Regions from separate parts of the Mus musculus genome. Here regions 2, 3, 4, 5 and 6 are each linked to region 1. A link is a contact called in public Hi-C, HiChIP or PLAC-seq and promoter capture Hi-C data. All regions are on one chromosome and are shown on one strand. The core of a region is the stretch at or near the end of the contact, and the rest is flanking DNA. Distances in the headings are between cores, read along the strand shown. Region 1 holds the start of Tubb2b (tubulin, beta 2B class IIB). Region 2 has its middle 61 kb from the start of Gm36839. Region 3 has its middle 59 kb from the start of Fam50b. Region 4 holds the start of Fam50b (family with sequence similarity 50, member B). Region 5 has its middle 17 kb from the start of Gm15908. Region 6 holds the start of Pxdc1 (PX domain containing 1).

The links. Promoter capture Hi-C pulls out the DNA fragments that hold promoters and counts their contacts. Hi-C and Micro-C count contacts between places; a contact is called where the count stands out from the background. HiChIP or PLAC-seq counts read pairs in DNA pulled down with a chosen protein or histone mark.
Region 2: an H3K4me3 HiChIP or PLAC-seq map of neural tube shows a contact between it and region 1, with 3 times the contacts expected there. The contact joins the enhancer-like site here to the promoter of Tubb2b in region 1. A contact is called at or near these places in 2 of 39 promoter capture datasets (the SN4741 cell line and cranial neural crest) and 4 of 115 datasets of contacts at active chromatin or transcription factors (astrocytes, embryonic forebrain, neural tube and 1 more).
Region 3: a contact with region 1 is called in a Hi-C map of B cells, with 5 read pairs. The contact joins the enhancer-like site here to the promoter of Tubb2b in region 1. A contact is called at or near these places in 2 of 39 promoter capture datasets (the SN4741 cell line and cranial neural crest), 1 of 484 Hi-C or Micro-C datasets (B cells) and 2 of 115 datasets of contacts at active chromatin or transcription factors (astrocytes and embryonic forebrain).
Region 4: a contact with region 1 is called in a promoter capture Hi-C map of liver, with 3 times the contacts expected there. The contact joins the promoter of Fam50b here to the promoter of Tubb2b in region 1. A contact is called at or near these places in 5 of 39 promoter capture datasets (the 3T3-L1 cell line, the HPC-7 cell line, cranial neural crest and 2 more), 1 of 115 datasets of contacts at active chromatin or transcription factors (pancreatic cancer cells) and 1 of 9 other capture datasets (adipose tissue).
Region 5: a contact with region 1 is called in a promoter capture Hi-C map of pre-B cells. The contact joins the enhancer-like site here to the promoter of Tubb2b in region 1. A contact is called at or near these places in 1 of 39 promoter capture datasets (pre-B cells) and 5 of 115 datasets of contacts at active chromatin or transcription factors (embryonic basal ganglia, embryonic hindbrain, embryonic limb bud and 2 more).
Region 6: a promoter capture Hi-C map of pre-B cells shows a contact between it and region 1. The contact joins the promoter of Pxdc1 here to the promoter of Tubb2b in region 1. A contact is called at or near these places in 8 of 39 promoter capture datasets (the C10 cell line, the HPC-7 cell line, cranial neural crest and 5 more), 1 of 484 Hi-C or Micro-C datasets (B cells), 14 of 115 datasets of contacts at active chromatin or transcription factors (craniofacial prominence, embryonic basal ganglia, embryonic hindbrain and 7 more) and 1 of 9 other capture datasets (adipose tissue).

Annotation. Positions count from the first base shown.
Region 1 is chr13:34,128,574-34,132,630 of GRCm38.p6, reverse strand. It overlaps Tubb2b (tubulin, beta 2B class IIB), which reads left to right and starts at 2,277. Exons shown (of 4, transcript NM_023716.2): 1 at 2,277-2,454; 2 at 3,277-3,385; 3 at 3,649-3,759. The coding sequence starts at 2,398. It overlaps Gm36500 (a long non-coding RNA gene), which reads right to left and starts at 2,153. Exons shown (of 3, transcript XR_873221.3): 1 at 388-2,153.
Region 2 is chr13:34,812,263-34,816,319 of GRCm38.p6, reverse strand. No RefSeq gene overlaps it. Among named protein-coding and RNA genes, the nearest start is that of Gm36839, 61 kb to the left of the region's middle. Within about 2 kb of position 1,664, at least 102 of the 459 cell types and tissues checked have an H3K27ac peak or open chromatin away from gene starts, as enhancers often do. A contact at or near this core is called in astrocytes, embryonic forebrain, neural tube and 1 more, where this site is marked.
Region 3 is chr13:34,791,774-34,795,830 of GRCm38.p6, reverse strand. No RefSeq gene overlaps it. Among named protein-coding and RNA genes, the nearest start is that of Fam50b, 59 kb to the right of the region's middle. Within about 2 kb of position 1,685, at least 32 of the 459 cell types and tissues checked have an H3K27ac peak or open chromatin away from gene starts, as enhancers often do. A contact at or near this core is called in B cells, where this site is marked.
Region 4 is chr13:34,732,607-34,736,663 of GRCm38.p6, reverse strand. It overlaps Fam50b (family with sequence similarity 50, member B), which reads right to left and starts at 1,814. Exons shown (of 2, transcript NM_001382856.1): 1 at 1,756-1,814.
Region 5 is chr13:34,667,996-34,672,052 of GRCm38.p6, reverse strand. No RefSeq gene overlaps it. Among named protein-coding and RNA genes, the nearest start is that of Gm15908, 17 kb to the right of the region's middle. Within about 2 kb of position 1,797, at least 5 of the 459 cell types and tissues checked have an H3K27ac peak or open chromatin away from gene starts, as enhancers often do. A contact at or near this core is called in pre-B cells, where this site is marked.
Region 6 is chr13:34,650,687-34,654,743 of GRCm38.p6, reverse strand. It overlaps Pxdc1 (PX domain containing 1), which reads left to right and starts at 2,063. Exons shown (of 5, transcript NM_025831.3): 1 at 2,063-2,564. The coding sequence starts at 2,309. Gm15908 (predicted gene 15908) reads right to left here and starts at 1,821. Exons shown (of 4, transcript NR_105041.1): 1 at 1,516-1,821.

The DNA of each region.
Region 1 (4,057 bases), core at 1,028-3,527:
CAGGCTGGATCCCGGGCCGTTCAGGTTTCAGGGTGATTTCCAGTCACGTTGTTGCAAACTTCTTCCGCTAAGAGAAATCCGAGAGTGAAGGCCTTTTCATGTAGAGAATCATAGAGTTTTTCATCAGCTACCTTGCAAAGATCTGGCTCTGAAACAGAAGCTGAGCGAGGAACCCATTAGGTTAGAGAGGCAGGCTCAGATTACCGGGTTTAGAGTTGAGCCCCCGGGGCGCTGGGATTGCTCCTCAGCTCCTCAGGGGGGACCGCTGCACAGCGGCATCTATAATCGCAGTGCTGGTGACACCTTCTCGGTGTTACTTCCAGGTCAACCGAACACCGCAACAGTCACCCTTCAATGGCCCTTTTGGCTCCGAATGTAGCCACCTACCCTGAAAGCTTGGGCGCCCTTGAGACAGTCGGAGCCCTGTCATTAACTCGCTGTGTGACCTTGGGAAGTATTCTCTCTTCATGCTTCTACATCTGTATTAAGACAGGTGAGAAAATTCAAAATTCAGGGCCTGTGTCCTTGGAACCCTGTTACTGGGCACGTGGGCACACCTTCACTGTTCTTGCCTCTCTCTTCTCAATCCACCCTGAACTGAACACCTGCAACCGTATCTGGCGAACTCTGGCCATAGAGATCCAGTCTGGACACCCTGGCAATCACAGGCGGCAAGGCTTTTGTTCTAGGCTGCTTCTCATGGTACATTAGAATTCAGTTTAAAGCCCGCCCTGCCCCCACACCCCTTGCGGAAAGGAGAGGCGATGACAGCTTCAGATGGTTCTAGCAGGTCCTCCCTCGCTCAACAGCTGCGAGCTCTACCCTATAGTGTGACCCTGAGTCACTTGGGCCTCACTCCTTAGAGAATAAAAGGGGTCACATCACCTCCTAAACCACTAGCCCCGCGTAGGGAAGCAGTGACCTTCAACCTGGGATAGCAGGGAACATACTCTGACACCCTTCTTCTTCTCTCCCTCAGAGCACACAGGTTTATTTCACATACGCTCACAAAGGGATCAGTTTCTTCCTCGAATACCTAGAAAATGCGGGTTTGAAGGGAGAGCTGATGCATCGCGTCTGCGCACGCGCTGATGTGAGTGCGCCTGAGTCTGCGGTGGTCTCTGGCTAGCTCACCGCGCTGCAGTTTTTAGGCGTGTCCCCCTCCTCTCCATCCGCAGCACCAAGGCTGGGACCTCTTAGTCACTGCAAATGAAGGTAAGAATGCTCTAGGCGTCGAAGGTTCTCAGAACCTTCTTTTCTAACAACGGATGAACTAAATACTGGAAGGACAGCGCCTGACTGGCTTTTAAACACTCAGTTGTGGAATACATCCCACGCTTTTGTGAACTCCTTTGTTTCCCTGACAGACCCGCCCCCAGGACTCCACCCTCACTCTGCCGGCAACACAGTTCACACACTGCGGCCTGCCACACCCACCCCATCACTCAGGAGGAACAAAAGCCAATCACAGGGTGAAAGGAGTCTTTGGTATCAGGCAGCGAGCACAGTATTCTTGGAGTGTGCGAGGCAGGGCTAGGCTCAGAGGTCCTTCTACCACTAAATGCTGCTACTATAGCAGAGGAACAAGCATAGTCAATAAAGACAAAGGCAAGTCTAAGATGCTCCAAAGTGTCCAAAGTTATGATCTTTTGGATTTTTCTTTTTTCCAATTACACTCGCTTTCGTAGGATCACTAGTCTTTTCCTAAAGTTGTATGTAATGGGCGTGTGCGCCTGGACAGACATTGACCTCCAGGGATGAAGAATGAGGCACTACTCTCGCCAAGTGCTTTGGCTTGGCGAAGCCTGCTCAGAGTAAGAAGAGGAATTGCTCAAGTAACGCAAATGACCCTAAAGCTCCCTACCAGTGCTCACTCGCAACACCGGACTGCACCTGCTGCACCCACCCATTAGCAGCCCCTTCTCCATCCCCAGCCTATGGTACTAAATCACCCCGCCCCGCCACACTACCGCAGTCTTCACGCTCCCAGTTCCCAGTTCCCCACACTCAGCTTGCCCTTCTCAAGTCCGAGACAATGCTCAGGCCCCAGCTTCTCCCAAGAAGCCCCACTCCTCGCAAGGTCTTCACGCCCGCGCTGATTGGCCACAAGCCCATAGTCCAGCCCCCAAGACCGTCCCTGGGGCTCAGAGCATTACGTCAACCCGGCCTGGAGAGCGCTAGCGAGAACGGGACTGGGGGCTTTGGCTGGGGGGCGCGGTCTTTTTGGTTCGCCCCACCCTCCCTACATAAAAGACCGAACCCACCCGGCCCTCGCCCTCAGCCCGTAGCCCGTCGGTTCCGGAGTAAGTTCCAGGTGGCCCAGCAGTGGGTGTGGAAGGGGAGGATCATCAGACCCACTGACACAGACCCAAGACAGCAAGAAGCTAACCAGGCACCATGCGAGAGATCGTGCACATTCAGGCGGGCCAGTGCGGCAACCAGATCGGTGCCAAGGTGGGTTCACTGCTTAGGGGGTGAGGGAGGGACCCTAACGGAGCTCCCCTCGGGATAGGTGGGGTCCAAAATGAGGCGCGGCTCTAGGTAAATACCAGGACTCACCAACGGCGGACCTGACTTGCGGTTTTGTGCAGTCGGATGGGCGTGGTCTCAGAGGAGACTTTAAAGCAAAGGGGTCTCATTCATTTTTCCTGGAACTATTCGGAATTTGAGCTGCCCCATTTTCTTTCCTCCCTAATAGCCACGAGTGCCTAAAGAAGACGTGGGTGTGTCTGCTAGGCTGTGCATGCCGGTCTTAGGGAGGGGCCGCGACACAGGAGAATTGATTTTACTCGCTTGATCACCAGGCGAGCTGCGGGGGAGGGGAGGAAGAACGATTGCCAGACGGTCACTGAACGTGCTTTGAATTTAAAACATCACCCTACAGCTTCCTCGCTTCACTCTCCCCGCCGGCCCCCTTTTCTCCTTGCCTATAGTCCCAGCGCGTTTGTCTCCAGCTGCCAGTGGTGGCTGTGACTTGCCAACCCAGCTTGGGCTGTTTTTTCACACACACACACACACACACACACACACACACACACACACACACACACACACACACACCCTACCTCCTGCTGAGAGCAGCTGTTCTCATGGGAAACCGCCCAGTTTCAACTTTCTGATCCTCTACAATGCAAGCCCTAAGGCTGTGCCTGGGTCATGCCACTCATTAAAGCTTCGGCAACGTCCTGTTGTCAAAACTGTGGGTGATGGGGGGGCTGCTCATTGAGATTGGGGGTAGGGTTGTGCATAGCTAAATACAGTCTTTTTATGTCACAGTTTTGGGAGGTCATCAGTGATGAGCATGGTATAGACCCCACTGGAAGTTACCATGGAGACAGTGATTTGCAACTGGAAAGAATCAATGTATACTACAATGAAGCAACTGGTAATTACTTTTAACACCCCATCTTCAATTCTGGCATCCCTAAGCTCTGCTCTTATTTGAACCCAGGAGAAGGTGGCTTATTTTAGGATGACCATTTTTGGGGTGGGGTAGCCTCTTCTGTGCCAACCAAACCCTTTGAAAGCTTGGTCATAATAGACCTTTCTTTGTTTGGGGGTACCACCAAACAGGAAGGAGGTGGGACCGAGCCCTACTCTATAGAAGATACTGCCTGGAGGGCTAAGCCAGCTCTTGTTCTTCTGCAGGTAATAAATATGTGCCTAGGGCCATCCTGGTGGACCTGGAGCCAGGCACAATGGACTCAGTCAGGTCTGGACCATTTGGGCAGATCTTCAGGCCGGACAACTTCGTGTTCGGTGAGTATGTGGCATAGCTGAAGACAGAAGAGCACAAGGTGTTAATTATCACTAGCACAAAGGGTGGAGGAGTGTGATAGACAGGGAGCATACATAGCAGTGGCGCCTAAGCCTTATCAGGCTTTGAGGCAATTGCATCTTAGCTTTTTCAAAGGCAGGTGTGCTCTGTTAACTCATTTATAATTGTATTGATAACCAAATAGTTTATTGCTTTATTATTTATTGGCCATTTGATAATAATTTGAAATAGCCTTATCTGAGAGGTGATTCTTTTTTTTTTTTTTTTTAAAGAAGGAAT
Region 2 (4,057 bases), core at 415-2,914, 680 kb before region 1:
GGTATAGAAACTGGTGGCATAGTATCTAGAAGCGTACTACTAGAACTTTCTGCACAGCAGGAAAACTTCCTTAACTCCTACCCCTGATGCTCTGCCCTGAGGATAGACTGTAAAGACCATAGTCAGTATGAGCCTGGTTATGGATCCAGGATGCTCTCAGCCGATTAGAGGAGTAGAAGACACTTAGAGCATTGGGAAGGAAGGAAGAAGAGAGACTAAGGAAGAAGAGAGACTGGGAGCAGAGTGGAAGGCACCTCCAAATACCGACCAGAGCACAGTGATGACAGAGTAATTGGGAAGTCTACACCAGCCTAAAACAGCAATACCAGCAAGCTCACCCTTGGGGAAGCAATGAGTTTATAAGGGCTACTTACGGGAACAGAGAGAACTCTAAGTCAGCAGCTCTATCCCACCATGCTCAACTTCATGCTGTTTAGAAACACTTTTTTCTTTTCCTGTTGCTTTCTCTGAGTTATGAGTTTCAGGTCTCTCACATTACAGATATGGAGACAATGGCTCAGAGGACTCAGCCTGTGCACAGTGTGGCCAGAGCTGTGCACCCAAGACTCCTGGATGTGGTTATTATACACTGATCAAAGGAAGAGCCTCTGTGTGGATGAGATACTGGATTTCTGTGGTGTCAGCATGGAAGTTCCACTGCAAATTATATATATATACATATATATACATATATATGTGTATATATATATACACACACACACACACACACAAATGGCCAAGATAATGACTTTTGAACTTGTCAAATACCTGTGGTAGAGGAAAAAGAATTAAAAGAAGTTGTTTTCCTACTCCAGGAAGTAAAGTATGTGCTTAGGCCCAACATCTTCACAGCCCTCGTCTTACAGGGATCCATGGAGATTCAAGGACTGTTGGGCAGGGCTATGCCTCATGTTTCCCAGAAGAAAAAAAAAAGGATACTACCCTGAGGAGCAGCTGCTTTGTGTTCACCTGCACAGCCTTGTTCAAGAGGCCACATCTCTAAGGCAGTGTCTACGGCAGCCTCTGAGGCATCCCTCACACAAAGAGAAAACACCCAGCTCACATGTTGCTCTGTGATCTTCTGAGTCAAGACTCTCAGAAGCCACTGGCTTTGAATGAAAAACACAGTATGACCAGGGCACAGAGGCCTGCTCATTGGGCTCTGGTGGGACGTATTCTGCCTCATTCCCCAAAGCAACAGCTTCCTGGTGTTGCTCGGTGGAATGTATGCTGAAAATGATTGGCTTCACTTCTCAGCCTCAGTCTGCTTGAAAAGAGACCCGCCAGAATGACAAGAAGTCATTTCCTGAAAGCTGGAGGGAGGGAGGAAGAGAGTAGAGACGACACACAACAGACAGGGTAGCCGTTAGCTACTGGCTATCCGTGTGTTATTTATGGGACTGTTTGTCCACACTTGGGCAATGCCAATTAATGAGGAGTCAAAGTGGCTCGGGAGCCAAGCCTAAGGCCGCTTCTAAACCACTGTCCTGTGACTGTTTAGCCAGTGTGTGGGAGCTGAACCTTGCATCATTTGCTTAATGGATTTGTTCCCCCCTCCCCCTTGAAACAGGAAAAAGAATGCCAGCTTTCTCCCGGAGCCTTCAGCAGCGGGGCTCAATCAAATCATTTTCCCAGCTTTGCCTGGCCAACAAAGACGTCTGCATGCTCCCCAGCGCTGCTGCACACAGCCTTTCAGTGGCAGCTGGTCCCGGGATTAGGCTCCCCTCCCCCTGCCCTGGTCCCAGTGCAAATCCGCAGATCTCCACGTTCATTCCTTCCCTGTGCACGGGCTCTTTGTAAATGGAAAGAGGAATGTGCAAAAGAAAACGTTGCCTTCATCCCTGGGAACCAGGTAGGGAGTTAAGTGTGTTGTCGCACCCAGCCCTGAACACTCTGCAAGCTAATCTAGAAAGCTGGTGAGTTTGTCCAGCCATGTGGACTTTTGCCAGAAATTGCTGACAGCTCCTTCTAGAAACTTAGCTACTCAGACAGTCTGAGGTGTCTCCTGATGTCTGGAGATCCTGATAACATTGCCATAGTGCCACCGGGCCGCTGCTCTTTTGATGAGAAAGCTTGGCCCATAAAATCTTTGAGTGAGTCCAAGAATGATTCCTTGCATCTAGATGGCTGCCCAGGTCCCCTCTTGACTGCTCAGCTGAGACTCACAGATATCTCCACAGTCAGTGGAAACCAGATATCGGGGTTGTTATCTCATCCTATACCTAGGCAAAACCTGGAAGTCAGGAGAAAAGTCACCAGCTTCCTTTGGAAATTATCAGGCTCCCCCCCCCCCATTACCTCTGTGAAATTCCCAGAAGAAAGAAACACACAATATAGTGTGTGTGTGTGTGTGTGTGTGTGTGTGTGTGTGAAAGAGAGAGAGAGAGAAAGAGAGAGAAAGAGAGAGAGAGAGAGAGAGAGAGAGAGAGAGGTGGGGGGAGGGAGAAAGAGAGAGAGAACACCTAGAAAGGCCAAATAAATGTGCAGAGCTTTGGGGGCTGCTTGGCAGGAATCTGACATTGACCAAGGACAAGGAAGTAAGTTGAGGCAGGAATCTTAATTTTAGGGTGGAGCAAAAGAAGTAGACTTCAGGCATGAATATGACTTTGGGCTAGGACAGGGAAGTAGGCGGCTCAGATATCTTGGTCATCCTGATATGCCCTCTAAAACAGTGGCCATGGGACTTTGCTTATTGCCTTGCTTGTTCCTTGACTATTTGTGTTTATTTGCCCTTATTACTTGCATGTAATTAAAATGTTATAAAAGCAGATTGGGAAAAAATAAACCTGCCTCAGCCTCAGAACTGGCTGGGGTCAGGCTACAATGTTATCTAATTGTCTTTTTTCTTTTTAATCCTCACTCTTGTGCTGGAGAACCTGTTGACTGACTGAGCTGACTTGGCCAAATAAGTAAAGTTCAAGATTATAAAGATGTAAAATGTTTTTGACTAAAGCCAAATTATCTCAGGCTAGCTTTAGTTTCCTTTGAAATCCATTCATTGCCCACACCTCTGTCTGATCTAACATCCTAATGACTACCAATGCTGCGGACTGGACTCGGTGGGTCTCTCAACCCGTGGGGGAATTCAGGATCCTGGTACTCAGGTGGGCAAGGAGTTGGCAGGAAAATGACAGACACTGACACACAGAAAATGCTGTATCTGAATGTAATTTCTCAAAGCGAGCATCAGACTTGTAACATGGAAGAATAAGGAAGTTAGGCGATACATCAGCCAAGGTACATCAGGATGCAAAATGGCTTTTTACACAAAACAGAGAAAATGCATACATAAAAGCTAACAGGAGCCAGGCAGTGTTTCCAACTGAGATAAGATCAGCCCTACCTAAAATCATCTATTCACAGGAGCCAGGTGAAAGGGCTAATATGCCCAGGTGCAATTCTGGTCTATTGTTAAACCCACCACCAGGGGTCTCTTAGTAAATACTTAACTATGCTATTCCTCTGGGCCTAGTGAAAAACATGCACCAGAGAAGTTCCATTCTACTAATGGAACTAATCCTTTCATGAATAATACAATACTCCAGTTCCTTCTTAAACCACAATCCACTTCTTTCTACTATTATGTAATGTAGGCTGCCATTCATGTCTGTAATGAGAATTCTAAGTTTACTATTTTGAACTAGCCTTGAGATTTCTAGCTCCTATCCAGTAAAATACTGCAAGAAAACATGCAAGACCCTCCACACTATTTCAGGGACAAATCTGGTTATGGGATACCAGAGACTCTCCAGGAGACAAGTTTCTGTGAAGCTTTTTGCCTCAGGACTGCCTGAGGCTAAGCTTTTGGACTTGCCAGGCAGACTTCACTGGAGTGGGTGTGGCATACCAAAATTTTAGAATATATTCTTAGCTGACCATTAGTTTCTACCAATCCAAAAGCTAAAACTATAACCAAACAGCATCTGAAACCTGTAGTAGGCATTGACTTGCTTTGCTGTAGCACACCTGTGGCCTCTACCAGTGTATTCTGTAAGTCATAGAGCATCATCATGTAACCACTTTTGTGGTGGAAGGTGGTATTTGGGGGAAATTTGGA
Region 3 (4,057 bases), core at 436-2,935, 660 kb before region 1:
GGTAACACTTGGCCTCTATAATTTACCCTTCCCCAGGTCTGCTTCAGGGTAAAGCACAATGTCTCCCTCAAAGTCCACTGCCTGTGTATTAGGTACAGGGAAGTAACAGCAGCGAAACTTACCACCAATTATTGTGAACTTACTTATGTTGCCAGGCACTGTAATCAACCCATCTTATATCTTATATTACAATCTGTGTGGTCTGTGTCATTTCATGGGTAAGGATGCCTCCATTTAATATTTAACTGAAGCCATTAAGGTAGTGGCTAGGAGATGAGGCCTTAAGGAGTACACAGGTCTTAAGGGTGAGGCCCCAAAGGGTTCTACAGACCTTTTTTTCATATGCAAAGATACAGTGAGAAGCCAGCAGTGCTGGTCATCTCTGCTGCTCTTCTCCACTCTCCAGAAGCAAGAGAAAGAAGTCTCTGTTGTTAGAAGCTGCCACAAGATGCCTGGCTCAAATCCTCTCCTAGACGGAACCTTGCCCAAGGAAAGTGCGGCTAATGAGGCAGAGCAGGGATTCAAAAACCCAGTTCCCAAAGTACCCTGAGGACACCTGCTTATAGCTTGCTGACACTCGCACCCAGCACTGCAGGCAGAGTTGCCACAGCACTGCTCGGCATCTTCACTGGGTGGCTACATTCCTGAGAGTTAACTTCTGGAATTCAGCACTGCCTCCTCATGGTCTCCATTGGCCAGACTACCTATCTTAGACCCAAATAACACTGCCTTAAAGGAGAGGTATTTTATTCTTTCTCTTCTTAAGATAACATTGAAACAGTAAGTCAGAAGACAGATTCTACCAAAGTCCTTACTTTCAGATGTAGTACAGAACATCCATTATCCTTATACACAACAACGAAACCATCCGAGATTCTGGTTTCAGGGCCAGGCAGGAAGACCGACCATGTAAGCGAGGAACATGGAGTTTATGAGCTCATCCCAGGACAGAATCCAGGAAAGAGTTTGAAGGATGGTCTGCGGGGCTCTCTAATCTACCCCACGTAGACTCATCTGTGACCTGACCTAGATGCACACACCAGCTTCTTCCTGTCTAGCAAATCTGTGCTGGAGTTTCTGTCACCTTTGTTCATCAAGCAGGTTCTTATATAATTTTGTGTTTCATTTTGTGCTCTTGTTGTTCCCTGAGTTGCCCTGTAAACATTCCTATTGGAAAATTCCAATCTGTCTCAGATGAAGTAAGAGGAAAAGCCATGTGTCCACACCCAAGCCAGCCCAGCCAAGGAGAGCAGAGGGCCCTTCCAGAACTGGCTTTGTCAACGCGGCCACTGTGTGGCTCTAGCTGGAACTCATTGGGAGCCTGGGGAGGCTTTGAGGGGGTTGGACATTTGGTCTCAGAGGCTCTGGAGACTTTCATACATGGTGGCAATTGTTGTTCTATAGAACCCAGACCTTCTCTCTAAACCTCCAACATTTTTGTTCTTGTTGCTGCGTGTTTGAAATCACAATACTTACTCAGCTTCATATCTGTCTCTGACTCCTTACGACTCAGGACTTCAAAGCATAAGCAAGACTGCTCATTTCAGCATCTCCAGTGCCAAGGTAGAGAGAAACATACAATCAAAAATGAATGTGTTATTTTGTAAATAAATAGTGTGACATTGGGCTCTTAAATTTTTGTTGTTGTTTAAGCTCCAAAAGAATGTTGAGAATTATTCTTTCACAATGTGTTGCTTGGATCCAAGTAAGTGAGAAGGGATGTTGGGGGGGTGGTGCCCTACTGCCACTGAGAAATAGCCTCTCCACCAGGTGGCGCTCACCTCTTGGTTCCTGCCATTAAAAAAAAAAAAAAAAAAAAAAAAGCTGTCACTTCAAAATCACTCCAGAACAACTAGGGTGTTGACTTCCTTGAAACCCAATTTGTAAGTTCTGAGCCTGTCTTAGAGATGTGACTACTTTGTTTCCCTGGGGACAGGGACCTGGTGAGGCTAGACACCTTTGACGCTGGAGTCTGGTGAGCCTGTAGAGGGGATGTGACACACATCTTCCTAAGTGGGTCCTGGCATACGTGCTTAGGACAGTGACAAGTGTGACTGGTTTGAGTAGCTTGATCTGTTGCATATTTTGGCCTTGGCAGTAGGACTGATCAGCTTTTGTGTTCCTGCAGTGGCCCATTGACACCCTGACCTGGTCTCTGTAAACATGAGTTTTGTACTGAAGAGAGGAAATTTACAGAGGAAAGATTTTTGGTCTATGGAATTTGTGAAAAAAAAAAAAGTTAAAAAACAAAACAAACAAGAAAACTCCAGACAAGTGTCCCACATGAGCCATGAGGAGAATCCTTGAATAATCTTTTCTGTTTTTTTCCCTTCCCTTTGATTGCTTACGGGCTGGTGCACTTTCTCTTAGACTGGTGCTGTTATCAGAAATCAGTCTCCTTCAATACGATCTCCCAATGTGCCTCCACACTCGATTACAGCACACGAGGAAAACCCCAAGGATGTTAATTTGGACCATTGACAGATCTCTGGAATCTTTGGGTCACCTCAGTTCTCACCAGCTTTGAGACATCATGCAGTGGGCAGTCTCCCCACTTCCTCCTTTCATACCACAAGGCCAGGTCCTCAGAGGCTGGACACGGCTCGTTTTCTTGAGGGAGCACTTTCATTTCCTATGATGCCTACAGAGGAGACGATCCCAAAGTTCAAAATAAGCAGTTTTAAGTGGTTTGTAATATTTTCAAGTGTTGCCACTAAATGACATGAACCTGTTATGTGTCTGCAGCGCTGGACAGTAAGTGTGTACTTCCACCCAAGTTAGTCCTGCTGACAGCCCTCTTGTGCCTGTTCTGGAGAGAAAAAATGAAGATTTGAGAAGGCAGTGATTTATTACAAAGTCACGAGGCCAGTATGTCTCAGACTGGTATTAAAGCCTCTGTGACAGTCACTCTGTGTCCGTTGCTAGTTCTGGGTGCCAGGCCCTGCCCTGGATATTAGGAACACAGCAGGAAACAGCATCTACCAAAGCTTCACCCTCATGATGCTTACAGTCCAGTGGGAAGTGGGAATAGGCACGTGTGGTGTGAAATGGTGTGCCAAGAGGTTGTGAGATCTCAGGGTAAAGAAAGTAGGTAGGCGGCCACCCAGGGGCTCGAGAGGCTTGCCTGACTGGTGCTGCAGCTTCTGCTTATGAGGTGGAAGTCATTATTTCATACAGTGATGCTTGCTCCCCTCTCTAAGGTTTTACCTGCCTTGGTATAAGTTATGTAAAATCCACAGTACACAGAAAACAGTGAAGGAAAATCCCAGAGAGAACAAAATTCCACAGAAATTTTTTAGTGGCAATCTATTTATTAAGATTGTTCTGCCATTAGATGTTATTGGTAACCCTTGATCTTTGTCTGGCTTATAAACTAAGCTTGATTGCAGCCGTGTACAACAGGAGACAAAATAGCATGTGCAGGACTTAAAACTGCCTGATGTTTCAAGAGCAATTAGGGCCATTTCTGCGTGGATGAAGAATGGTAAATATATTACTATAGCTACCATGGTCCCCCATCACACTAACCTGAGTAGGGAAACATGTCTGGTCTACTGTGCTTAATAATATCAACATACAGAAGAAGGATCTTCAGTACTTGAGCATGTGGTGAGTTCTTTAGAGTTAACCAACCCAGGAGAATCCTTCTGCAACGTCCCAGTGGTTAATTCCCTTTCACAGAAGGGCTGCACTTCCTCATAGTGTTGCTCTATAGATGCGGTATAGCTTTAAACAGACGCTAGGGCTGCATTTGAATGGAGGTATGAACATGGGGATTGATTCATGCATACTTATGGAGGAAGAGCTTGAAGCAGAGGAGAAAGCCATGCAAAGGCCTGCTAGGGGTCAGGCCTGATATACCCCTGGGAAATACTGCTGTCTGCGCTGACCTCTCTCTCCAGTCTTCAGGCACGTGGCTTATGACAGCCTGCTCTGCAGGTGCTAGATCAAATCAGAGCCTGGACTCTTGTGCTACGCTCGCATACTAAATATGTTAACCCACACAACCATCTAATAATGTTTAATACTTTTTAAGGGAGGCCTTTGATTATTCTTT
Region 4 (4,057 bases), core at 565-3,064, 600 kb before region 1:
TTTCTAGAGGCTAGATGCTGTCTTCTCTGGTTCCTTAAGCTTTTGGCCCCAGATTTCCTGATTGGTTTCTCCTTGCTTTGCCCACTAATTGTGGACAGGTTGCGGTTAAAAATGGTAAATTGTCCTTTCAGGTAAGTCAATCAGGGTCTGCCCTTGAGCTGGGCAGGTGGAATCAAAATCATAGCATACATGAAAGAAAAGCATTTTGATCACTCATAATACAGGGAAGATGGAATTGGAACCTTTTGTTTTCTCTGAAGATAAGATCACAAAAGCATTACCTTATAAAGAGACAATGACATCGTAGTGTCAATAGACTGTATTTCAGTCAGTCAGCTTTCCGATACTGTAACAACATGCCTGAGATGAGAGCTTATGTGGGGAGTGAGGTTACTTTGACTCATATTTCTGAGAGCTTCACCTTATGGTCAATTGACCTCACTGTTTGGAGGCTGTAGTGAAGCAGTATGTCATAGCAGGAGTGCATAGCAGAGGAAGCTATGACAGGACAGCCAGGAAGCAGAGAGAAAGAGAAGGGCACCAGTGTCTCACAGTCCCCATTAGGTCCCACAACTTCAACATTCTACTGCAATCTAGAAGTGTCAATCTGGGACCAACACATTCCACTCCAAGTCTAGAGGACAGAAATGCTAGATACTATAGGAACTCTGGGGAGCCCTCTGAAATAAATTCCAGCACCATGGGATGAAGAAAGCATTTATCTAAGTCCTCCTTCCTAGTCTCTGTGGCTGATAGTCACTCTGGGTATCAACAGTTCTATATGTCAAGTTTACTGCCTCTGCATTGGAGTAGTCAGAGAGAGGGGGGGGAGAGGGAGAGAGAGAGGGAGAGAGAGAGAGAGGGAGGGAGAGAGGGAGAGAGAGAGAGGAAAGAGGGAGAGAGAGAGGGGGAGGGAGGGAGGGAGGGAGAGAGAGAGAGAGGGGGGGGGGAGAGAGAGAGAACAGACATCCTCAGGTACCCAGCATGAAGACACTTGGCTATAACCACCTACTGCTGCAGTGGCAGAAAAGAGGAGTTCAGAGCAATCTAGCAGAGACAAGAAGCCTTCAGTATGCTTTCAGTACTATAAGCTAACAGTATCAGACCTGAGTTAAGGAGGTGAGACTCATGTAATGGTTAATCTTGTCAACTAACAGGATTTGGAACCTTAGGATACACAGCTCTTGGCATGTTGTCTGGTGGGAGTATTTTCAGAAAGATTTAACTGAGGAAAGACAAACCATCTTGAACATGGCCTTACCATGCCCATGGGCGTGAGTCTCAGACCTAGTAGAAAGGAGAAATAGGGAAAGGCAGATGAACGCAGTCCTTATCTTGCTCGGCTTTCTGACTACAGAAACAACATGACTCCGTGCTTCTGCCAACTTGCTGTCAGGATTAAATGTGAGTCAAACAGTCAATCAAAATAAACCCTTTCCTCCTCCTTAGGTTGCTTTTGACACAGCAGTGAAAAGCAACCAATAGAGAGAACAAGCCCCAATTTCTATTTTCCTAGTGCATATGTCATAGCCCTTTAAGGCATCTTCCTCCTTCCTGCTAGTTTGTGATTCCTAAATTACAATAAAAATGTTGATATTATGTCACCGATAGGGCTCATTAGTCTCCCCTGCTTGCAGGATAATGGACAAATTCCTTTCCTCTAACATTCAACTCCCTTCACAATTGGTTTTACTCGAGTTTAAAGAGCTGTACCTCCCACATCTGCCCCAGCTGGATTCAAGCCAGTCCCCTCACCTTTTGATGTATGAGCCAAGACTCTTCCTTCTGGTGCTTTTGCGAATATTGTTTGTTCTAACTGACACAGAAAATATGCAAAACATTGGCCAACTGCTAGGGCAGGCTCTAACCAATCAGGACAGAGATTGGGCCAATCAGGTGGTGGTCATGTATAACTGCCGACTTGGACTGACTGATGGATGCAGTCCTGCTGCCAGCGTCTGATCTCCTGACAACTGAAATGCAATCCTCCCATGAAGTTTTCCTGGACTGTCGTTGCTCACTTGGGCCTTTGATTATTACAGATTAAATTTTTGTGTGTAGGTTGTTACTAAAGAGTTTACGTGATACACTAGTCTGAAAGTATTGGCACTCTCCAGACAGCATGATTTTATTGCCTTTTCATACAATAACTCATTAGTGATCTTAGCTACAGAGGAGACAGAAAGCTCTGACTCCATTTTGCATGTGGTATAGTATGGTTGATCAGAATAACTTTCAGGTTTTAGAAAAGCTTTTTAATTTCAAAATTTTATAAGGATATAAAATGATAGAACTTTATTCCTCAATAAATAAATAAATAGAAAAAAAAAGAGAAAATATTTCAGAGCTCACAACTTCAGTGTGGTGTTGTCTTAAAACTATTGAATATGGGGAAACTCTACAAAAGCCCTCTAACTGGGGCAAGAAACCTAGTAATTTCTTTCATGTGTGAGCTACTCAATTTCAAGGGATTTCAAATTTCTATGAAATGTTCTTCTTTGTTTGTTTGCTGTGTTTTTGTTTTTGTTTTTGAGACAGAGTCTTCCTATGCAGCCCAGGCTAGCCTCTAACTTCCAATCTTCCTGCCTCAGCCTCCATTAGCAGTGGATATGCTACACCATGACTCAATTCTTTAAAGTGCTCTTTAAATAGCTGTTGGATACATTCCTGGAAGCCACCCAATACCACAATGACTAACAACATTTTAATCTTGACACTCCTACTGAGGGGTCTTGCCCTCGAATCTCTTAGTCTCTGTCCCCTGAGTCTGCTTGGTGAGCTGGTTATATTCACAGGAAGGCTTACTAATTGCCATGTTCTTTCCTGGGCTATTTCTCTTTTCAGTCTGATGCCCACTGTAAAATGTCCAGCCCAGCAGCTATGTCCTGCGCTGCAATCATAATAGCCAGACATGAGCATGTTTGCCTCCATTTGATCGAGCTTCTGATGGTTGTTAGGCATCCATCTGGTAAGGGATAATTTTGGGAAAAGCCGTTGTATTTTCCTTCTGGGTGATGAGACTAAAACTAAGCTATCTAAGAGTGGGGCATTTGTGTAGTATAGGTTCTTCTCCATGTGGTATGGAGCAGTATGCCTCTTTGCTGTAGCAGCACGGGCCCCGTTCTGCTATTGGTTGATAAGACATGATACTCAGACTGAGCAAGTTGCCTTAGGGGAAAGTAAGGGAAATCCATGGGATCGATCCTGGTAGCACTGTCTTATGGGCTGATATATTTCCCTAATGAATGTGGCCCATCAAGGGAGTATATATAGGGACTGCCTTAGAATGGCTGATGGACCAGAGAATATACTGAAGTCCCTGAAAGCGCTGTGTGTACCGAACAGGATTATATGGAAGACAGGCAGAAATTTCACTGCTCCCGCGGGAGGTAATAAGACAATTGAGGCAGGCTCAGCTGTCTGCTCAGAGAGAGCTTACCCAGATTAGAAAGAATGATAGTTTGAAAATAAAATGCTGATGCCAACTTTCACCTTAGCCTCCAAATTGTCAGGTAATATGGAGGAAAGGGGGTGGGTGGGCGGTGTCAAACTGACTTAGAAAAGGTAGTGAGAAGAGATGAGGATAGGCTTGCCATTTCTTATTGCTTGGGGAAGGCACGAGGGAAAGAGGGTACAAGTTAGATCTGCACTAAACGGTTCCTGCTTTGATCCAAAAAGCTTGGACCACATATGAAGAACCAGGCAGTGAGAGGGGAGGAAGTGAGTTTGAAATGATGGTGAGGAGGCTGAGCATGAGTGAGGCAGTGTGTGATGCACAGTCCACTGAGCCAGGCAGGACTGTCTTCTCCAGAGACTTGAGATGGTAATTAATTGAGCAGGGACCTCAGGGTGGGGCTTTTGTAGTTCTGTGACACCCCTCCCCCCTCCCCCCGGCACACACACACTGCAAAAGCTTTCATTTATATTGTGGTAACCTCTGACTTTACATTTAGAAAAAGATCTGAAAAACATGTAAGCAAACCTGAAGAAGCAACATAGAAAATCAGCTCACACAGGGGGCAGGGTCTGGACAGCAATGGCATACTGAGGAGTGAGT
Region 5 (4,057 bases), core at 548-3,047, 540 kb before region 1:
CGTTCCTTGAAGGACAGCCACAATTAATTGTTTTGATATTAACTACAATTACCATTTTGATGGCTTTCATACTATATCTCAAAAGGTTGTTTAAAACCTTTTTCCATCTCTTTTTCTTTAGTATGAGAGTTGAATGAGGGAGTTTAAATCTGATTTAAATAAGATGCTTTAGGTGAAAGTATAATCTGATAAGGGGGTAAAACCAGGAGTCGTTATAGTTGGACAGGAGCTTAGAATATGTCCTTTTCTTTTAAATAGTGTTTTTTGGTGTGGTTACTAGTAATACTTTAGGCTTACAGCTGGAAAAGGAGAAATGCTTTGAGCAGTCGTGAATTGTGTTGAAATTCTTGCTTCTTTGTTGACAAGAGACTTCAATTGGCTTCCAGGATGAGAGGCTCCTCTCTCTTCTCATAGCACCTAATTTTTCCCTGCCTTTCTATTGTGCTTCAGTACCACAATGGCAGGAATACGTATGAGATAGTCAATCGGTGAGATGGATGCCAGAGACCAGCTGTGCTCTTTTATGACAAGTTGCACTTATGAGAAGTAATTCCCTCCAGAAGACAAGCATTGATGCATTCCAAAGGAAGTGTTCCCAATAACTTAATCCCCTTGCACTAGAGTCTACCTCTTAAAGGTTCTCCCCTCCTCCTGCCTCACAGTGACAACCTGGCTTCCACATGTGAGTCTGTGGAGAATGCAGTCAAGCCATTGTTAGACTCAGGCAGTGAGCTTGCCAAATGGAGACCTATGGTTCTCAAATAGATCCAAGGTCCAGAGTCTTTGAGAAGGATGCTGAGTGCCTGTGGTTTTAATAAGATATTAACCAGGATGAACATGGGGTGAGGATTGCCCACCTTGTCAGAAAACAGGTTTCTGGGGCAACAAGAGAAATAGGTGTGTCGGTTGGCAGATGCCAGTCAAAAGGAGGGGAAATCCGAGAGCTTAGCCTTTCCCCTATACAATCCTAGATAGCCTGCAAAAAAAAAAACAAAACAAAACAAAACAAAACAAAACAAAACAAAAAAAAAAAAAAAACAGAAGGCCTGGGAGGCTCTAAAGGATGAAGTTAAGTGAGGAGATTTTACATGGGTTAATTCTTACCTGATGAGACAGATACTGTTCTGTATCTCAGATCTGTCTCTTCTGTGTGGAGAAGGTATGAGACATTTACACAAATCAACTGATTGATCATACCATGGTAGCCACGGTACAAAACCCAAGAGTGGCTAAGGGACTGGTGATTCCGGCCAGGATGAAGGGGGCTGTTTACATATGCCCCCCATCTCCTTCAGCTAGTGTGTCAGTAATTGAGCATTCACTCCATGTCTGGTCATTATTCTTGTTTGGCGTGGTCAGGTTGGCCATCCGGTGAATGGGACTCATCAAAGCCGGCTTAACCGGCTTAACATAGTTCCTGTGAGGTTGTCAGGGTGAAGAAGAATGCTCCAAAAAAGGAGTTTTATAACTCCAGCCCCTGTCGAGTCCTGCTGTGATGTTTGATTTAATTCCCGCCAAAAGCATTTCTCTATTGAACATCTCTCAGCAATGAAAACAGAATTGTTAGCCGGGCTTACAAACAGGCAGTACAATTCTGAAGACATAAGAATAACTCACTGGAAGCACACAGGCTGGTAATGAGATTAGAGGCTCAAGCTTCAACCATCACACAGAATAAAATGCATATTAAAATGACTTCCTATACCCTTCAGGAAGCTGAGAATGGGCTCCCGGGACCTCCAGGTAGCTGTTATGCAAATACAGTGGGCACACGTTCATAGCAAGCAATCTTTAGATTTCTCTTTCCCTGGGAGAAAATGCTTGAGAATTGCCCCCTTGAGAGGACCCCTCACTTCCCCTGCAGTCCTGGGTGGCTCTGCAGAATACGGAAGGGCTGAGCCCACCAAGCTGCTAAGCAAGGAGGCTCTGAATGCAGGAGAAGAATGAACCAGCCATTTGCTTCTTTATCCCCTGTGGTTAGGCATGGTTTCTCTCACCACAGTGTTCGACTTGATTGTGTTTTTATATCTCCACCTTCCTTGCAGACACAATGCTCTGAACTGCTTGGAATGGTTAGCATATTTTGCGATTAGCATATTTACGATTTGCATATTTCAGCAGAAGCTCGGACAGCAGAAGTATGAGACTCAATGATAATACTCTTTATCAGAGGGACGGAATTGGAAATTTGGGACACTATCTGTAGCTTCTTCTCGTGATGGCTTTTTTTTTCCTTTATAGGGTACAGAATGACTAAAATGACTAAAATCTGTAAGTGAATTTTATAAGAAGGAAGGACAGGAGAGATCTCCCTTGACAAATCCAATATGTCGTTTAAAATGCATTTTAAAAAGCTTCGTGTGAAATGAGCCTTGAATCGAGCATTCAGTCTGAATGTGACTTTCATAGTGGATGGGGAAATAGGGGCAGAAATAAACTGTCTGCCTTGGAGTGGTGTTTAGTGATACCGCTTGTGATCCACGTGTATAGGGCCTGGCTTGGTTCAATCCCCAATACCATTATAACAATGCAATGAAAAATAAAATAAATAAATCAAATATTTTAGGAATGATTAGCATGCCATACAGGGAGGACCCTAGCCTTACTTTCCAGGACGCATCCTCTAGAAAGCCCAGGCAGCGTGGCTGGGCTCTGAAGAACTCGCTTTAATTACAGTTGGGGCTGTGGGGACTGCTGCTCCTGTTACCCTCCAGACTTCCTTGACTTTGAAAATGCAGCCATAGTGGAGCTAAAATCTGATATATGAACTTATTGGAGATGCCAGACATGCCGGTAGTGGGAACAGAGAACTCCATGCTTTCCCAGGCTTTCTCTTGCTATCACAGATACTGGCCACACTCACCTTAGAGGGAATGGCTTATTGGAGCTTCTGAATCATGACTGTTGTCTTGAGCCTGTGGTGAGGCAGGAAATCAAGGTAGAAACATGATGGTGCAAAACTGTTCCCCTCAGGGTTAAGATTGAGGGTAGGCTCCTTGGAAGATACATCACCAATACCCTGAATACTTTCTTCTATGCTCCACCTTTCAAAGGTACACCACCTCTGTGCTGGTTAGTTTTTTGTCAGCTTGACACAAGCTGAGTTATCTGGAAGAGGCATCCTGAATGGAGAAGATGCTTCCATCACACTGGCTTGATGTGGGAGAGCCCAGCCCGCTGTGGGTGGGGCCAACCCTAGGTGGCTGATCCTGGAACTGAGAAAGCCATGAGAGCAAGCAGTAAGCAGAACTCCTTTATGGCTTCTGCATCAGTTCCTGCCTCCCGGTTCCTGCCATTAAGTTCCTACCCTGACTTTCTGTAATGGCGGACGACATCTGTAAGCTAAAACAAACCCTCTCCTAAGCTGGTTGCTTTTGACCTTGGTGTTTAATCACAAAAAATAGAAAGTAAACTAGGCAAGACAACTTCTTAACAATGCCACATTGGGAAACAAGCTGAAGGAATGCAAAGACACAAGCAGGGCTATCTTGTCTGAGTCAACACCATCTGGCTGGAACCTCCCCTCTGTCTATTGCCCCTTGACGCCGGGTAAAGTCATACATCAACTGGTTGCTATGTGAACAAAGATAAGCCCCCAGCCCACAGGAACAAAGTCCTGATGCCCTTTTGCTGACATGTAATCTTTCTGTTAATGTTTGAATGAGCCAATCCCATACCTTTGTTGAAATTCCTCTTACCCCTATCCCTTTTTCTTCCATAAAAACTGCTAACTTTTGAGCCTCGAGGCCGACATCTGTTATCTCTTGTGTGAGATGCACGTCGGTCTGGAGCTCCGTCATTAAACTACCTCATGTATTTACATCAAGGTGTTCTGTTCTGTTCGTGATTCTTGGGTGCACGCCGAATCGAGAGTTGAGTGGGGGTTTCCCCACTTGGTTCTTTCAAAGCCTTTGTCATCGGGGCCTTTGGGGAATGGTCTGGATCCAAAATACAGCAACTGAAAAATCCAAATTCTAAAGCAAAAAGCAATCACCTCGTCCTTGGAGCACTTGACTGCTTATCCTTCATTAAGATGCAGCCTTCATCACTGCCTCAC
Region 6 (4,057 bases), core at 814-3,313, 520 kb before region 1:
CCCCTCTGTATGAGCATCTATGCACTGGCAAACAGTAACCACACGTCTCTTAGCATGCACACGTACTAGTACTTTCTAGAATTGGGAAACACACTCCCTGGAGGAATTATTGGGCCATAAGTTATACATATTTTTAGTTTTATCCAAGTCCTGCTAGCTGCCTACCAAGGGCTTGTTTCAATGGAAACATCATTATCAATATCTAAAAGTCCACACTTCCCTTAGAAGCAAACACTTTTGCTCCTGTCAAGTTCATCCAATTTTCAAAGTTTAGGTCTCAAATGTTTCGGGGAATGCACATATTCCAGAAATTATTCTACTTATTCATCAAGTGGGAAAATTTAAGATATGAAAAAAAGATGATTCAAAGACCATTTCAGAGTGGCACATGCCTCCAAACTCAGCACTCCAGAGACTAAGGCAGAAGGATCAGTGGTTTGAGTCAGCCTGGGCTACAAAGTGAGATCTTATATCACAGAGAATAGGGACTTGGTGTTTATTCTTGTTCTGAGGTGTGTGTGTGTGTGTGTGTGTGTGTGTGTGTGTGTTAACCTGGAAAGCACTGTGGTATCCCAGGTTGGCCTCCAGCTTTAAAAGGTCTTCCTGTCCCTGCCTGGGCTACTTGAATTACATACGTGAGGCACTCCAGACCCCTATCATCTTTTTTTTTTAAAGTAGTAAAATGAAGTTTCTAGGCTGTATAGAAAAGTGATTAATGAATGATCTAAGCGGCATAAAAGATAGCGTGTTCTAACCAGTGACTTCCCAACAGTGACTGCTTTTACTCTGCCATCTCGTTTTACTTCCAGATCTCTTGAAGCAACTTCTATTAATAAGAAAACACTTTCTTCAGCGCCCAGGAATGACAGACTCAAAGTGGTGGCTAGCCTCACAGAGCTAGGCCACTCGAGCAGCAGCGAACTGAACTGGAGACTTGGTTGTTCCCACCCAGCAAACTCTACCCTAAAGATGGGGTGCTTAAAAAAGTGTATTTCTGGGGGGTCCTGGGGATGATGCTGTGATAGGAGACAGCTTCAGAAGGGACATGGCTCCAGGCAGTAGTGGGGATTGGCATAGGCGTGCCTGAGCAGAACTTTTTGGTAAATAGGAGGACTGATTTCTGCAGTGACACGAGCGATCTAAGTACCCGCCCCCTGCCGGGGATGACCGGTCAACGGAAATCAGGGTCAGTGAGGTCCAGAGAAGGAATACCTGTTGCCTAACGTCTTTGTTCACTGACTATTTAGAAGCGTATAAAAAGCATAGTCTTTCTCCCAGGTTGTAGGTAGAAGAATGTCTGGAACCAAGCTACAATTCTTAATGCTAGACACTGTTTTTCAATTGGGAGCCATGCGGTACATTCCTTCTCTGTGGGTCGTTCTGCCAAGGGGGACTTCCTAAGCTCCTCCTGAGTTGCTCTCTCCGGGGAGACCCCGGTCTCCTACAATTCTGTCCCATATTCTTTTGGCGGACAACCCTCCTGGGGATCCTCTTCTAAGAACCACACGGTCTTGCCTTCTGGTCTGTCTGTCCCGCCTCGTCCCGGGCCTCCGTCAAGCTAAGGCACGACCGGAATGCGCGGGAGGACCCGGGGCGGAGTCGCCGGTAACCGATGGGACACGGGGCGGGTCAGCCCGAGTCCCGGCCCAGACCAGGCGAGTCAAGGGCGGCGCGGGGACCAGCACCAGTCCCTCTGCCCGGATTCCCGCTTGGTCTGAGCCCGCGTCCCCGCCCCATGCGGCGCCGCCCCGGGACTCTGGACTCCAGCGACGTGTCGATCCCACCCCCGTGTGGGCCTGGCAGAGTGCTCAACTCGGGGCTGGAGAATCCCGAGGATCCAGAGTGGGAACGAGGAGAAAGTCGCCTTGCGCGCGGGGAGAGCGCAGGACCAGCCTCGCCTAGCAGTTGGCAGACCAGGGAGGAGGCGATTTGCGTGCAGCTCTGGGCCGGGACCGCCCGCGGCGGGTCAGCGGGAGGCAGGAGGGAGGCGCCGCAGCCGGGACTCGACGTCGCCGCCCGCGATGGGAAGTGCCTTATAAAGCCGCAGCCCGTTCAGTCCCACAGACTCCTGGCGGCGCCGCCCTGAGCGCGCGGGCCACACGTAGCCGCCCCAGAGTGAGCGCAGAGCTGCGGCGTATTCGCGGGGCACCAACTTCTCCCCCACGGGGACTCTTAACCGCCGTTGCGGGAATCGAGCGCGTCCCACGGAGAACCCCTGATCGCCCCTGCCAGGACTCACTCTGCCCAGGCGGACCCCAGGCGGGGGCCGAGGGCGCCCCCGGCGGCAGGGGCATGCGCCGCCCGCGGCATGGCCTCGGCGGTGTTTGAGGGCACGTCGCTCGTGAACATGTTCGTGCGCGGTTGCTGGGTGAACGGGATCCGCAGGCTCATCGTCAGCAGGCGCGGCGATGAGGAGGAGTTCTTCGAAATCCGCACCGAGTGGTCGGACCGCAGCGTGCTCTACCTGCACCGCAGCTTCGCCGACCTGGGCCGCCTGTGCAAGCGCCTCCGCGATGCCTTCCCCGAGGACCGGTCTGAGCTGGCGCGCACGCCGCTGCGGCAAGGTGCGGGGCTGCGGGACTGGGGGCACCGGGGGATGCGGGGAGATGCGGTTTTCGGGAGGGGCTTTGTGGGGGAGGAACTTAGTGAGGAGCTCATCCAAGTGCGATGAAGTCCGCGGGAAGAGTTACTTAAAACTCTACTATTCGGCACCTGACGGAGGACATCCTAGACCCCGGCTTTCCTGAATGGTCGTTCAGAAAGGGCTGGGAACCGGCACGGAGTCTGGGGCGCACACTCTTGGAGGATAAATGAGATGGCTGGGGAAAGGGACAAGGTCAGCAGGACTCTCGCCTGACTGTCCCAAAGAACGAGCCTCTAGTGAAGAAGCGGAGGCGACATCCAGAGCTGACAGCTACTGGGTCCCAGCTGCTGTGGAGAACCAGTAGAGGCTGGAATGGGTTTGCTGGAAAGGGTAGAGACCGTTATAGAGTATCGAAACTGGGGTGATCGCAGCAGGTATGATCGCTGCTCAGGTCCTGCCCAGTAGAGGCCCCATCTGTATTCTGCCCCGGGGACAGCTGAGCCTGAAAGCGAGGTGCCACGCAGCAATCTTTTCCACCTCTCCTAGGAGGAGGCCGCCCCGCCTGGATCTGTCCGGCCAACCCAGGGTCCCCACCCCTGAGCCGGGTCCGCATTCGGATTTGATTAGCCATGGCCGCCTCCTCTCAGGCCGTGTGACGGTCCTGGTTGGCTGTGACTGTTGTTTTTCTCAAACAGCAGTGGCTTCCCCTTTGCTTCCTAAGGACAGCAAAAGGACTGGAAGAGTGGAGGAAACTGGAGAGAGACCTTGATAGAGACGGGGGAGGGGGGAAGAATAAAATGTGAGGCAAAGAGCCGGGTAAGCGGTAGGGCAGGAGGGATCAATATAGCTTCTGAGCAGACTTCCCCCCAGTACGTGGCCTCCCGGGGCTCTGAGACCCTTGGACCCAAGTCCTCAAAGCAGTCATCCTGTGACAGCTTGGGGCAAAGTTACTCAAGGTTAGCCAGTACGCATTTCCTTGGCCGCCTGTCTGGCTAAGGTCTTGAGATAACCTCCGTTTCCCTCTGGTGATAGGTTCCACCAATGTGTGGCTTATGTGGATAATTAGCTCCATTCTCATGACACATCCCCTGGCAGACACATCATTTGGACAGGTTCCCAAAAGCAAGTGAGTGTGGAGGCCCGGAGTGACAAGCCTGGTTTAGATCTCCATCCCAGCCGCTCCCAGTGGCTGAGCAACGTTGTCAAGATTAGGCCTGTTTTTATTGCTTTAAATTCGCTCTTTGTTGTAGTTTTAATTTAACAAATGAATGTCTGAGTCAGGAAAGCATCAGGAAGGGTCGCTGGTTTACTCAGTGGCTTCTTCTGGAATAAGGCTGTCCATAAACAAGTTGAACTTTCTGGCTCTCCCTCTGAGCAGTTCCCAGAGCTCTGCTGTGACCACAGACTAGAATCATCTATGAGAATACCTGTTGCCTGTGGGGTTTTGTGAGGGGTGAACCGCCAGGCTGTATC